2 separate regions of the Ovis aries genome follow, and region 1 is linked to region 2. A link is a contact called in public Hi-C data. All regions are on one chromosome and are shown on one strand. The core of a region is the stretch at or near the end of the contact, and the rest is flanking DNA. Distances in the headings are between cores, read along the strand shown.

Region 1 (5,778 bases), core at 1,940-4,439, 130 kb before region 2:
TCACCACAGCGTGCCACAATCTGGCCCCGAGACACGCTCACCATCCAAGCCCACAGCGACTCGTGCATTTCAGAACAGTGTGACAAATAAGAATGTGATCGCTTTTAAACTATTTACGTTAAATACGGTGAACATTACTACTACGGTGAACTATCTACTATAGTCTTCCTTACAGATTAGTATTTTGATGACAAGGCATCATCATTCAGAAAACAGAGGCGAGTCCCATTTTCTATACTTTCGCCTTTTTCCTTTAACATGCATTGCCACATATGGTTGCATATTTAGTTATCATCATCAGTAAAACCTCTCCTTCAGAACAGCCTGCATAGTCACAGCATGACATGGACACAAAAGAGCAGAAGCAAAAAAAATATTTTACAGTTATTTCTAACATTAAAAATGTCTTGGTCTTGTGGTAACACTAGTGGGTGTTGGACAAACAAAAAGTTCACAGACTCGACTTCATCTTTTCGTAATTCCTGATGAGTTGAGACTCAGCAGTTAACAGAATGCAGCCCCCATCCACACACTACTTTGCTGGGAGTGTAACCGGTGTAATGGAATATAGGTGGGTTGCTCCCCTAAATTAAGAGAAATCTTTCCAGTGACTCTTGGTTTAAAAATAAAGTTTTCAAAGGCAGTGTTGTTTCTCTGAGTTAGTTTTCTCATTTCCTCTTTCGTCTGTGATTCCAAGCCGCCCGTCTTATCTCCCGGCAGCTTATTTCCTGTTCTCCCAATCCCTCCAGTCTGCCTGGCAGAGTCAGGACATACCAGAGTGCTGAGGAATTGCCAAGCGAGTGGGGCCAGCTGGGTTCTCAGTCGCCCAGATCACACAGGAGGGCGCTGAGTAGCTGCCCAGGCGTTCCAAGGCAGAGCCTTCCTTCCCTCTTAGAGGAAGATGGGGCTCCTCTTTGCTTTGGGCACAAAAGAGCTCCAGCATTAAGAATGTTAGGTGAAGTGTGCATTCTACTGAACAGAATATAAGTCAAGTTTTGACTTAGGTCTTTGATTATTCCCCCAAAATGTCAGCCTGTCACCCTCTCCAAAATAAGATTTCTATTGTTTTATAGTTATTCTTATCAATAAATACTTACGGAGGAATTCCCAGTAAAAATGCAATGCAGGTCTGTGGAAGGGCTCTTTGGGCTGTACTGTAATGCCCTCAATAAGTCACTTCACCTCCTATTCCTGGCACTATTTTTAGACAGAACAAAGCCCTAGTGTCAGCTAATCCACCTCAAGGATGTTCATCTTTTGAGACAGGAACCCTTCAAATGGTGTTGGTAGAAAAACTGATGCTTTTGAATTGTCGTGCTAGAGAAGACTCTTGAGAGTCCCTTGGATAGCAAGGAGATCAAGCCAGTCAATCCTAAAGGAAATCAGTCCTGAATATTCACTGGAAAGATTAATACTGAAGCTCTAATACTTTGGCCACCTGATGCGAAGAACTGACTCATTAGAAAATAAGACGCTGGGGAAAGATTGAAGGTAGAAGGAGAAGGGGATGACAGAGGATGAGATGGTTGGATGGCATCACTAACTCGATGGACATGAGTTTGAGCAAGCTCCAGGAGTTGGTGATGGACAGGAAAGCCTGGCGTGCTGCAGTCGATGGGGCCACAAAGAGCTAGACATGACTGAGTGACTGAACTGATGATTCAAATGTTCCATTCTAAAACAAGGAAGTTAACCTCCTATATCTGGAAGAACATAGACAGACTACAAAAGCACCTGATTCTCAAAACAGCCTGGTACCTGGAGCAGGCATTCCCATCTTCATTTTATAGAAAAGGAAACAGGTTCAGAGAAGTTCCTTTGCCCAAAGCACCCAACTGGCGGGAGGCAGAGAAGGGCTCGGAACCAGGCACACTCATCCCTGGTTCTTTGTATCTTCCTAATTACAAAGTGAAAGTCAGGCATAATCATTTTAGGAGCCTATTTTGGGGGGAATATTGATTCATGCTAGGGAAACAATTGTATTCGTGAAGAATACTCAAATGGTTTTTTAAAATTAGAATGCTGAAATATCTAGTCTAGAATTTTTGACCATCCAAAATGAGCTGCAAAAAATTGTTCAGAAGGGCTTCCCTGCTGGCTCAGTGGTGAAGAATCCGCCTGCCAATCCATGCAGGAGACATGGGTTCAATCCCTGGGTTGGGAAGATCCCACACGCCGTGGAGCAACTAAGCCCATCTGCCGCAGCTCCTGAGGCCCCAGTGCCCTAGAGCCCATGCTCTGCAACAAGAGAAGCCGCTGCAGTGAGACACTTGCGCCTCTCACACACAGAGCAGGCCCTGCTCACCATAGCCAGGGGAATCCCATGCAGCAACACAGACCCAGCACAGCCAAAAATAATCATCAATAGAAAATAAAGAAGTGTTTTACCGTTGAGAAAACTAGAAAAACAATCTTGGGGCAGAATCAGGAGACATAAGCACAAATGATGAGAAGCCCGTGAGAAGTACGTGAAAGAGAACTTTCTAACAAGGAGCAGGAGTGCTGCCTATCCGTGGAAGGGGCTGTCTTCAAAAGGAACCTGAAACACTGGAAACAAGAGGCGGGGCAGCCAACTGCCAAGGGTACCTGGGAGCAACTCATCTAAGGGGGTGTGGCAGGGGGACTACAACTAGGGGACCTCCATATTACCATCCATCCAACTCCAAGATGACAGATCAAGGTTAAATGAGGCCTTAGCATCAGTGATGTTACGGCCTCAAAAGAAAAAAAAAAGGCTGATTTAAGCTCTTAAGCATCTACCAAGTGATAAACTGCCACTAAATTCACTGAAGGGAAATTCAATTATTAAAGTAGTTAACTTGGCTATTTGAACTAAGGTTTTATATATTATATATTATTAGTACTCTTTGTCAACCAGGTGTGTATTTTAGTGATTTATAATACACGTAACCTAGTAGATTAATTTTCAAGATGTTCCTCTCCAGCTCTCAGAGCAGCTAAGACGGCCAGATTCTCAGCATCTTGCTCTTTAAAATCCCTATCTCTCAGCCCAGCACACCGAGCATTTGGTCAGGAAACAGCACTGCTCCGGGCACACGGCTAGGCTAACAACTGAAGACAGAACCTCAGCTCACCCCGTGACAGGCTGATGCTGACCCCAGCCGACAGCAGGCCTCTCAGCTCCGGGGAGCAGGCCACAGCCGGAACCAGGAAGCTTCTCACTGACCACAGAAAGCCCAAGCGGCAGTCTGCTCTCTAACACCCTGCAGCTTCACTGTGTCTGAAAAAGGAAGTCAGCCTAGACCATTTCTGAAGATCCCTCCAGCTCTAATACTTTGACACCCTGAATTCTATTTGGACAAGTACTAAACAAATATGGCATACCTACTCCTAAGTGCAACATCCTACAAAACTTAAATACTGATATATTTACCCCCCAAGAGAAACATCTAGCACATGGATCACGACATACCACCTGGTAAGAGGGTGCGTAGTTGATGGGAGGGGGTGCAGCTGGGCGAATATGTTATCATAATTTGATTCAGAGTCTGACACAATATACAAGTTTCTTCCTAAGTGCTTGCTTATGATTTTTAAAACATGAGCGATATTGCATTCTAAGTAATTAGTTCAAGAGTTACATAAAAACCGAGTTTCCATGTATAGTGACAGTTAATTTCATGTGTCAAGTTCACTGTGCCCCTTTGGATTTTGGAGGCTACATGCCCCTAATTTGAGTGTGACAATCTGGCCTGTTTACCTAGTGACCCAAAAGGCTGATGATTTTGAGTGGGGTCCAGAAGAAGAGAGAACTCCTCATAGATCAGGCCACTGTGTGATCTGCTCTGTGGCCCAGGTCACGTGATACAGCAGATTCAGTGGTACCCAAAGCATCAGTGTCAGAAAGGGGTGCTGTCTGGAGCCTTTGGTGGAAGAATCTCAGTGCAGGCCTTGGGGTTTAGAGCACAGCCCTGCCATCTGCCATAGACAACGACTCTCCTTCTGAGAAACAGCTCTTGGCCTGAAACAGACAAAACACTTAACCATGGTCCAGCAAGTCTCCATGAGACCTGAGCTGCCCATCAGGACCTGACCTGGGTATTACCTGACCACCAGCCATAAGTTAAAATATCAACATTTTGGTCAAAACTCATATGTATTTTTCCTTTTTAATCTTTTTTCTAATCAGGGAAATACACACTAAGTAAAACTCAAATGTACAGAAGTATATAAACAGAAAATGAACATTTCTTGAAACGCTGTCTCAACTATTTGACGCACATTCCCTGAGATCCGTATCTCCCGTTCCCTGGTGAACAGACCTGCACGACACCTTAATCCAAATAAATGTGCATTCACCCTTCTCTTTCTAACAGCAAGTTTCTCACATCACTTCCCAATAACTAACTCCATTTCCTGTCATAATCTCTGCACACATTATTACCTTGCCTTCAAAGAATTTCCTATTCCACTATTTTGTATTTAAACTGAACCACAAACTCATAGACTGCTTCTGCTGTCTGTCCCCACATCACAAGACCCAGGTGCCTGGGAAGAGCAGCTCTTTGGTAAAGAGCTCCTGTTAACCAGCCAGGACTTGCTCAGGAAAGTGACAGGAGTCCTCCCCCGAACACACCACTGACTCATCTTCATCAGAGTCCCTCAGGGTCCTCCCGAAGGTCTGTCCCACCAGAGGGCTCCTGAGGGCTCCAGGAACTGACTCAGTTTCCAGTTAGATGAGAGACCCACCACAGGAGTGAGTTTACTGACTTTCTCAGCAGACAGCCGCACGAGGGCACAAGCCAGCCGCTGCTGGCCGCTCGGCCTCGAGATACAGAACGCACGCGAGGACCAGAGTCATACGAGAGCCACAGAGGAGCTGGCTTCCCATGGGGAGCTTTTCCTGCCCAAATTACCCTGCACCTGCTCCCCACCTCCTGCTCGGCCACCCCACACTGAACCGCCACCTTCAGTATCTCAGGGCCAGGCACAGTCCCAGGCCGAGGGTACTGCCTGATTGTTGTTTGAATGGATTCCAAGTAGAAAAGTAGCGCACTCAGGGATGGAATTACAGACTGGTGTTTAGTTTTGCCTTTTTATTGAAATATAGTTGATTTACAATGTTGGGCTTCCCTGATAGCTCAGTTGGTAAAAAATCCACCTGCAACACGTGAGACCCGGGTTTGATTCCTGGGTCGGGAAGATCTGCTGGAGAAGGGATAGTCTACCCACTCCAGTACTTGGGGGCTTCCCTTGTGGCTTAGCTGGTAAAGAATCTGCCTGCAGTACAGGAGATCTGGGTTCGATCACTGGGTTGGGAAGATCCCCTGGAGAAGGGAATGGCTACCCACTCCAGTATTCTGGCCTGGAGAATTTCACAGACTACATAGTCCATGGGGTCTAAAAGAGTCAGACACAACTGAGCGACTTTCACTTTCACTTACAATGTTGCATTAGTTTCAGGTGTACGACAAAGTGATTCAATTATATACATACGCACTTTTTCAGAGTCTTTCCTTTATAGATCATTATAAGATATCGAGTACAGTTCCCTGTGCTATATAGCAGGTCCTTGTTGGTTATAGTAGTGTGTATGTGTTAATCTCAAATTCTTAAATTATCCCCCTCCCCTGCCTCATTTTTTTTCTTTTAATCAGTTAGCAGATAGCATTGACTATAGCTATTGTTTCAAAATTGTTTATATCACAAAAATTAAGTGAAGAATGAAAGTAGAAAGGAAAACAGTACAGTTTTATACTGAAAACCACAGTCGCATTAAAATTAACTGAACTTTCTCTGACTTCGCAGTTAAAGGGA
Region 2 (5,381 bases), core at 321-2,820:
GGATGGCTGAGATCCCCTCAACACAAGCAGTGGCTATCACTGTACCGTGTTCAGATCAGCTTCCAAACCACCCGGCCAGATCGGCAGTCCAGGAGGCCGCCTCTTGTTTGCAGCAGCTAGGTGCCAAGGTGCCCTGTCTCTTCACATCAATCCCAACTCCAAACCCCAGCAAACCGAGCTCCCTGGCTCCAGAGGTGAGCATCCTCCAGGGCCACAGCGCCACTCCCAGTGGCCCTGCCTGCAAGAACTCAACTCCAAGGAATGGATACCTGAGACACAACGCTAAGGGACCCCCAGGTGAATTTTCACATTCTGCAAAACCTCAATAACAAATTATTTTCCCTGCTTTTTTTTTTTTTTTTTTAAAGAACCTGCCCAACTAGGTATCCTTAAGGTGCTGCTGCACTACCGCAAAATACAAAGAGGAGAGCCCTCAAGGGGGAGAAACCCATGGCCGAGCTCCCTGTAAGGGGAGTTGACTGTCCACAAGAAGTGTTTCAAGACTTTCTGATCACCACGGCCCTTTAGCAGGTAAGTCACATCCGCCCCCGACAGGGCTGTGTCACCCTAATTTCCTTCCACAAGGCGAGAAGAACCTCACCTTTCCAACCTTGAAGAGGTATGACGAGGAAAAGTAAGACACCTCTCCCTACTAACGGTCCAGACGGGTCAAACTTCAGAGGCGGCATCCTGCACTTTGTTTTTAGCGCAGGCAAGAGGGGAAGAAGGGTTGGCGTTCGGAGCGGAATCCCCGTGATTTGCCAGAGGAAACGGCACCGACCAGACAGCACACGCGCCAGCCTTTCCATGCAGCTGCCACGACAGGTGACCGGGCCGCTTTGCAGACTCCCCCGCTCGCTCGGGGGGCTCCACGGAGGTGGGGGGCGGGGGTGAAAGGTGGGCAAGAGGCCGGGAGGGAAATCCACTCGGTTCAGGCTCCGGGGAGGAAGAGGGGCAGCACCGTGTCCCCGGGGGAAACCGTTTTAAGGGGTTTTCTGTCTCCACAATTAAGAGGGGGAAAAATGGCTCCAAGCCAAACGCCTCCTGATTTACACACACACACACACCACACACACACACACACACACCACACACACTCACGCGCGCGCGCACCCAGCTCCTCTATCGCCCCATTTTTCTGAGACAACTGAAACAAAGGCTCAAACCGCTAAACGGCAGCCAGCGCCGCCCGGAGCCCGGGTGTCGGCCACCGTCTTCTCACCGCGCCCTCCGGAGAGCCCACGGCGGGGGCCCGCCCGCCGCGCCCCGGCCCTCCCGCCCGAGGCGCCCCGGCAGAGGGGCCAGGCCGGGGGCCCCGAGCGCCCGCCCCGGCTCCCGAGGGCGCTCCGGCCGGCGCTCGGGGCCCGCCGCCGCCGCCTCCTCCTCTCGAGGGCGGCAGCGCCCGGGGCCGGGACGGCGGTGACAACAGCCCGGCGCCCGCCTCACCTCCAGGCGCCGGTGGCGGCGGCCCCGCGCTCCTCCGCGCCTCTCCGCCTCCAGCAGCCCCGCGCCGCCGCCGCCGCCGCCGCCGCCGCCAGCCGCCTCCCCTCAGCGTCTCCGCCGAGTCTCCGCCTCCCTCAGCAGCCGTTGCCGCCGTTGCCGCCGCCGCCGCCGCCGCTGGGCCCGGCTCCGCGCCACGTGACCGCGCCACGTGACCCGGGCGGCTGGCAGGCGCCGCCCCCCGGCCGGCCTCGCGCCCTCGCGCGCCCCCCTCGCGCCCCTCACCGCCGGGGACCCGCGTCCCGACCGTTGACGCCCGCCGGCTCCGGGCCGAGGGGCGCCGCCGGCCTCGCCGGCCTGGCCTCGCGCTCTTCGGCCGCCTACCGCCAACGCGCGGAGCCCCCGTCTCCGCAGACTCGCCGGCCCCCGCCCCTCACACTCACGGGCGCTCCCTCAGCTCACACACGCACCCCCGAACAGCCCACCGGCCCGCACACTCAAGCCCCACGCACGTGTCACACGCGCAGATCCCGCAGCCCGCGTCCCTCCGGCAGCCGTCTCACCGCCTGGGCAGCAGTGAAAACAGCGGGGACCTAGTCCAGTCTGAACCGCGCTCCCTTGAGGGAATCCTTCCTAAGCCGGGAACCGAATAGGTTCGGGTGCCGTCTCAACTTCATTTGAGCCGGACGTGGATGTCACACTCGGTCTGGAGTTGAAAGTCTCTAGAAAGCGCACGTTGCTTCTTGCAGGGAGCCACCGTCTGTCTCCGTGAAAACAGTCACTGAAGTGCCTTTGATGGTGATGATTTCGGAGACATTGTATCTCTTTTTTTCAGTGAGTCTTATGGGGAAAAGACGATAGCTTCATTTTAACTCGCACAGAGAAAACGCATCCAGAGCCTTTCCCCCCCTCTTAAATTGATGTCCTGCTAGGAACACAAACTTGATACACCTGTCCTTCATTTTCCATCACGTACCCAGAAATAGCGTTGATGGTTGGGTGACTGTTCACGTATGTGTAGCTTAAAAAAAAAAAAAAAAAAGACGATAGTGGCATCTTTTCTTTCTTTATTTGAAGCTTGCTTGCGTGCATAGTCTGCTCAGTCGTGTCTGAACATGCCCTGTATAATTAAATGTAGCAGCCAATCTTTACAAGCCTTGCCGCTTTCTTCGATTTTTGCCTATTTGCCAAATTTTTCAAATCAGCTTCAGCTTTAAGAATTCTGGCGTCTGTGATTTTCTGGTTGTCAGAAAGAAAAGAAGGGTTGGGCTAGAGTCTTTAAATTCTGAAATTCCGTGCCTATGATTTCACAAATGTTGGCAAGTGCTGCCTAGATTGTTTTAAATTTTTAAAAGTTAATTTTTAAACAATATTTGCCCCACGATCATATGCACATAAGTAAAATGTGTTCAAGAGAAGTATGAGCATACACATTTTGTAACATCCCTAAAATTAATTTTGAAACCTTTCAGAAGTAAAGCTACATTTAAGTCTTAGAATACCTTTAACATAAAAGATAATACTCATTCAGTGAAATGAGTATTATGCTTCAACTGAGGGCTAAATTTTATACTGAAGTCTGTGGAGCAACCAAAGGAAGTATATACAATATGACCCTTACTCTCAAAATGTACAGACTCTAACCAGAATTATTTAAAATATATACATTTTTTAAAAGTCTGTTTCTCTTCCTCACACACATACACGTGTGTGCGTGCATGTGTGTGCACTAACTTGGATCAGGCAATCAGGACCTGGAGAAAATTTTGAAAAATATTACCCTGACTATTAGACCTTAAAGAATTAGCCAAAGGAGTAAAGACGAAAATATGCAGTTGAAGAACTTTCTTGACTTAACAAATGCAATGAACGTAACAGTCTAACAATGATTTAACATACCATTAAGACTGAACAACGTGCGTGTTCTTTCTTCTGCGAAATGAAAAAAATATTAACCTTGAAACCACTCGTCATAATACTATAGTTTTCCTTATGGCTCACATGTGCAAACTCTCTTTTATGCAAGTACTGTGGGCACAGGTACAGCTAGCTCTCAGCAAAACTGCAAAGGCTCTCAGGCCTCACTTTCACCTCTGTAGTTTGCCACTGCGTGAGCAGCGATATAAATGATCTTCGAAGCAAGTATCTTCATAGAAGTCCTGCTTCTACCGCTTAGGAACAAGTGTTAACAAGAACAATATGCTTACCACTGTTTCTTTAACAGTACATTCAAGTAACAGCATCTACCTCACAGGGCTGCTGAAAGAATTAAATGAAATAATTTATGTAAAGCACTTGGTATAGTGCCTGATAACATAAAATAGGTACTCAACCCCAAATAATAGCTCAGGTTTATTAAATACTTATCACAAGCCAAATGCTACGTCTTGTTGGTTCTTACTGTTCCTTCTGCTCCCTGTCACTCTGGGTGGGTGTCCTTTGTCTCCCTGCCCTCCCCTCCACCAGCCCCTTCCCTATTCCCTCTCTCTGCCTTTTCAGGATGAAAATGGCTTCCTCAAGACGTTTGAGAGGAACTTCCCTGCTCGTTCAGTGGCTAAGACTCTGCACTCCCAGTGCAGGGGGAACTGGATCCCATGTGCTACAACTAAGTTTGCAGGCCGAAACAAAGACCTGGCGCAGCCAAATTAATTATTTTTTAAAAAGACATTTTAACTTGAAGGCTAATCTACAGAGGTCTATTGAATCAGTTGTAAATCAGCATTTTAGGCTTAACAAAAATCAAACTTTTTATGAAAAATTACCAATTATTTAAAATCTGAGGCAACTGGGGGCAATTAAGAAGGAGATTTGGCAATAGGGACCCTACCAATGGCCTTTGGAATCCACTGGTCCAACAATTCTCATCTTATTGTGCTTAAAATACTTTTAAATATTAGACAATTCGGCAACACACTTGAAGAAATTAAATCAATCCCTGATAACTGTTGAATGATAATTACTAAAGGAAAGTGTCTCTCCTATGACATTCGTGATTGTGACTCTGTTAACTGGCTGTCCTTTAGCTCTAGGTTCAAGTGTGAGATAAACTTCTTACTACCCTGACCAAGTACCTGCAAGCTCTGAGAGATACATGACATTTCTTTGAAAGTTACACTATCCTTGTACCTGACTTGGGTCACACAATGAGCTTAAAACTCAAACTGGATCTGATAGGCTCTGGTATCACTATGGCAACTGCGTGACAATGTAAATATATTACACTCATCAGTGTTTGGCTGTGCACCCGTGAAGGAGAGCACGGCTAGTGTGATGGCTGAGCACAACTGTACTGGTCCAAGGCTGGGCCTGATGACATAAGGATCAGAAATCAGAACTGGGTGCCTGGGTGGGTCTCTGCACCCTCTCTGTTTCTCTACACCCCTCCCTCCCCATCACATTGCTCTTAGACATCCAGATGCTGAAGATCCAGAAGCTCGCCCCTCAAGGCCTCCTTCCTGCCTGCCTTACACCCAGCATCTCCCCTCCTTCCTAACCAGGGCAGAATCCAGAGCCCAGAGTTTCTGCTGCTGCAAGCCCTTCTGCACCAAGACGTTCAGCACAGGGAATGGGAACCTGGGTCTAGATAGAGGGAGACAGGAAATGTCCATAGCACAGGAGCTAGAGCCTTTGGAGAATAAGATGCAAGCCTTTTGTCTTTCAGTATGTCCCAAGAGCCCAAAATGCCAGTGCTAGCTTCGGCTTCCTTAGGGAAATGTAGCCTTCAGAGTTAGGGGAGGTGTACCCATGGGCCACTATCCTCTGCAGAGTCAGCCCAGCCAGACTGTTTCTCTCTGCCCTGGGTCCCACCAGTCACATTTTGAGAAGGACCTTGATAAGTTGCAGCACAACCGGTGAAAGGTGACCAGGATGGAAGGACTCTGGAAGCCCTATTATAATGTTATGTGCGCAGTCGAGCTTAGTTGCTTCAGTCGTGTCCGACT

The links. Hi-C and Micro-C count contacts between places; a contact is called where the count stands out from the background.
Region 1: a contact with region 2 is called in a Hi-C map of liver, with 2.9 times the contacts expected there. The contact joins the enhancer-like site here to the promoter of TULP4 in region 2. A contact is called at or near these places in 2 of 16 Hi-C or Micro-C datasets (hypothalamus and liver).

The regions. Positions count from the first base shown.
Region 1 is chr8:82,621,377-82,627,154 of ARS-UI_Ramb_v3.0, reverse strand. All of the region lies in intron 3 of TULP4 (TUB like protein 4), which reads right to left. Among named protein-coding and RNA genes, the nearest start is that of TMEM181, 98 kb to the left of the region's middle. Within about 2 kb of position 3,189, at least 10 of the 54 cell types and tissues checked have an H3K27ac peak or open chromatin away from gene starts, as enhancers often do. A contact at or near this core is called in liver, where this site is marked.
Region 2 is chr8:82,495,129-82,500,509 of ARS-UI_Ramb_v3.0, reverse strand. TULP4 (TUB like protein 4) reads right to left here and starts at 1,570. Exons shown (of 16, transcript XM_060419298.1): 1 at 1,447-1,570.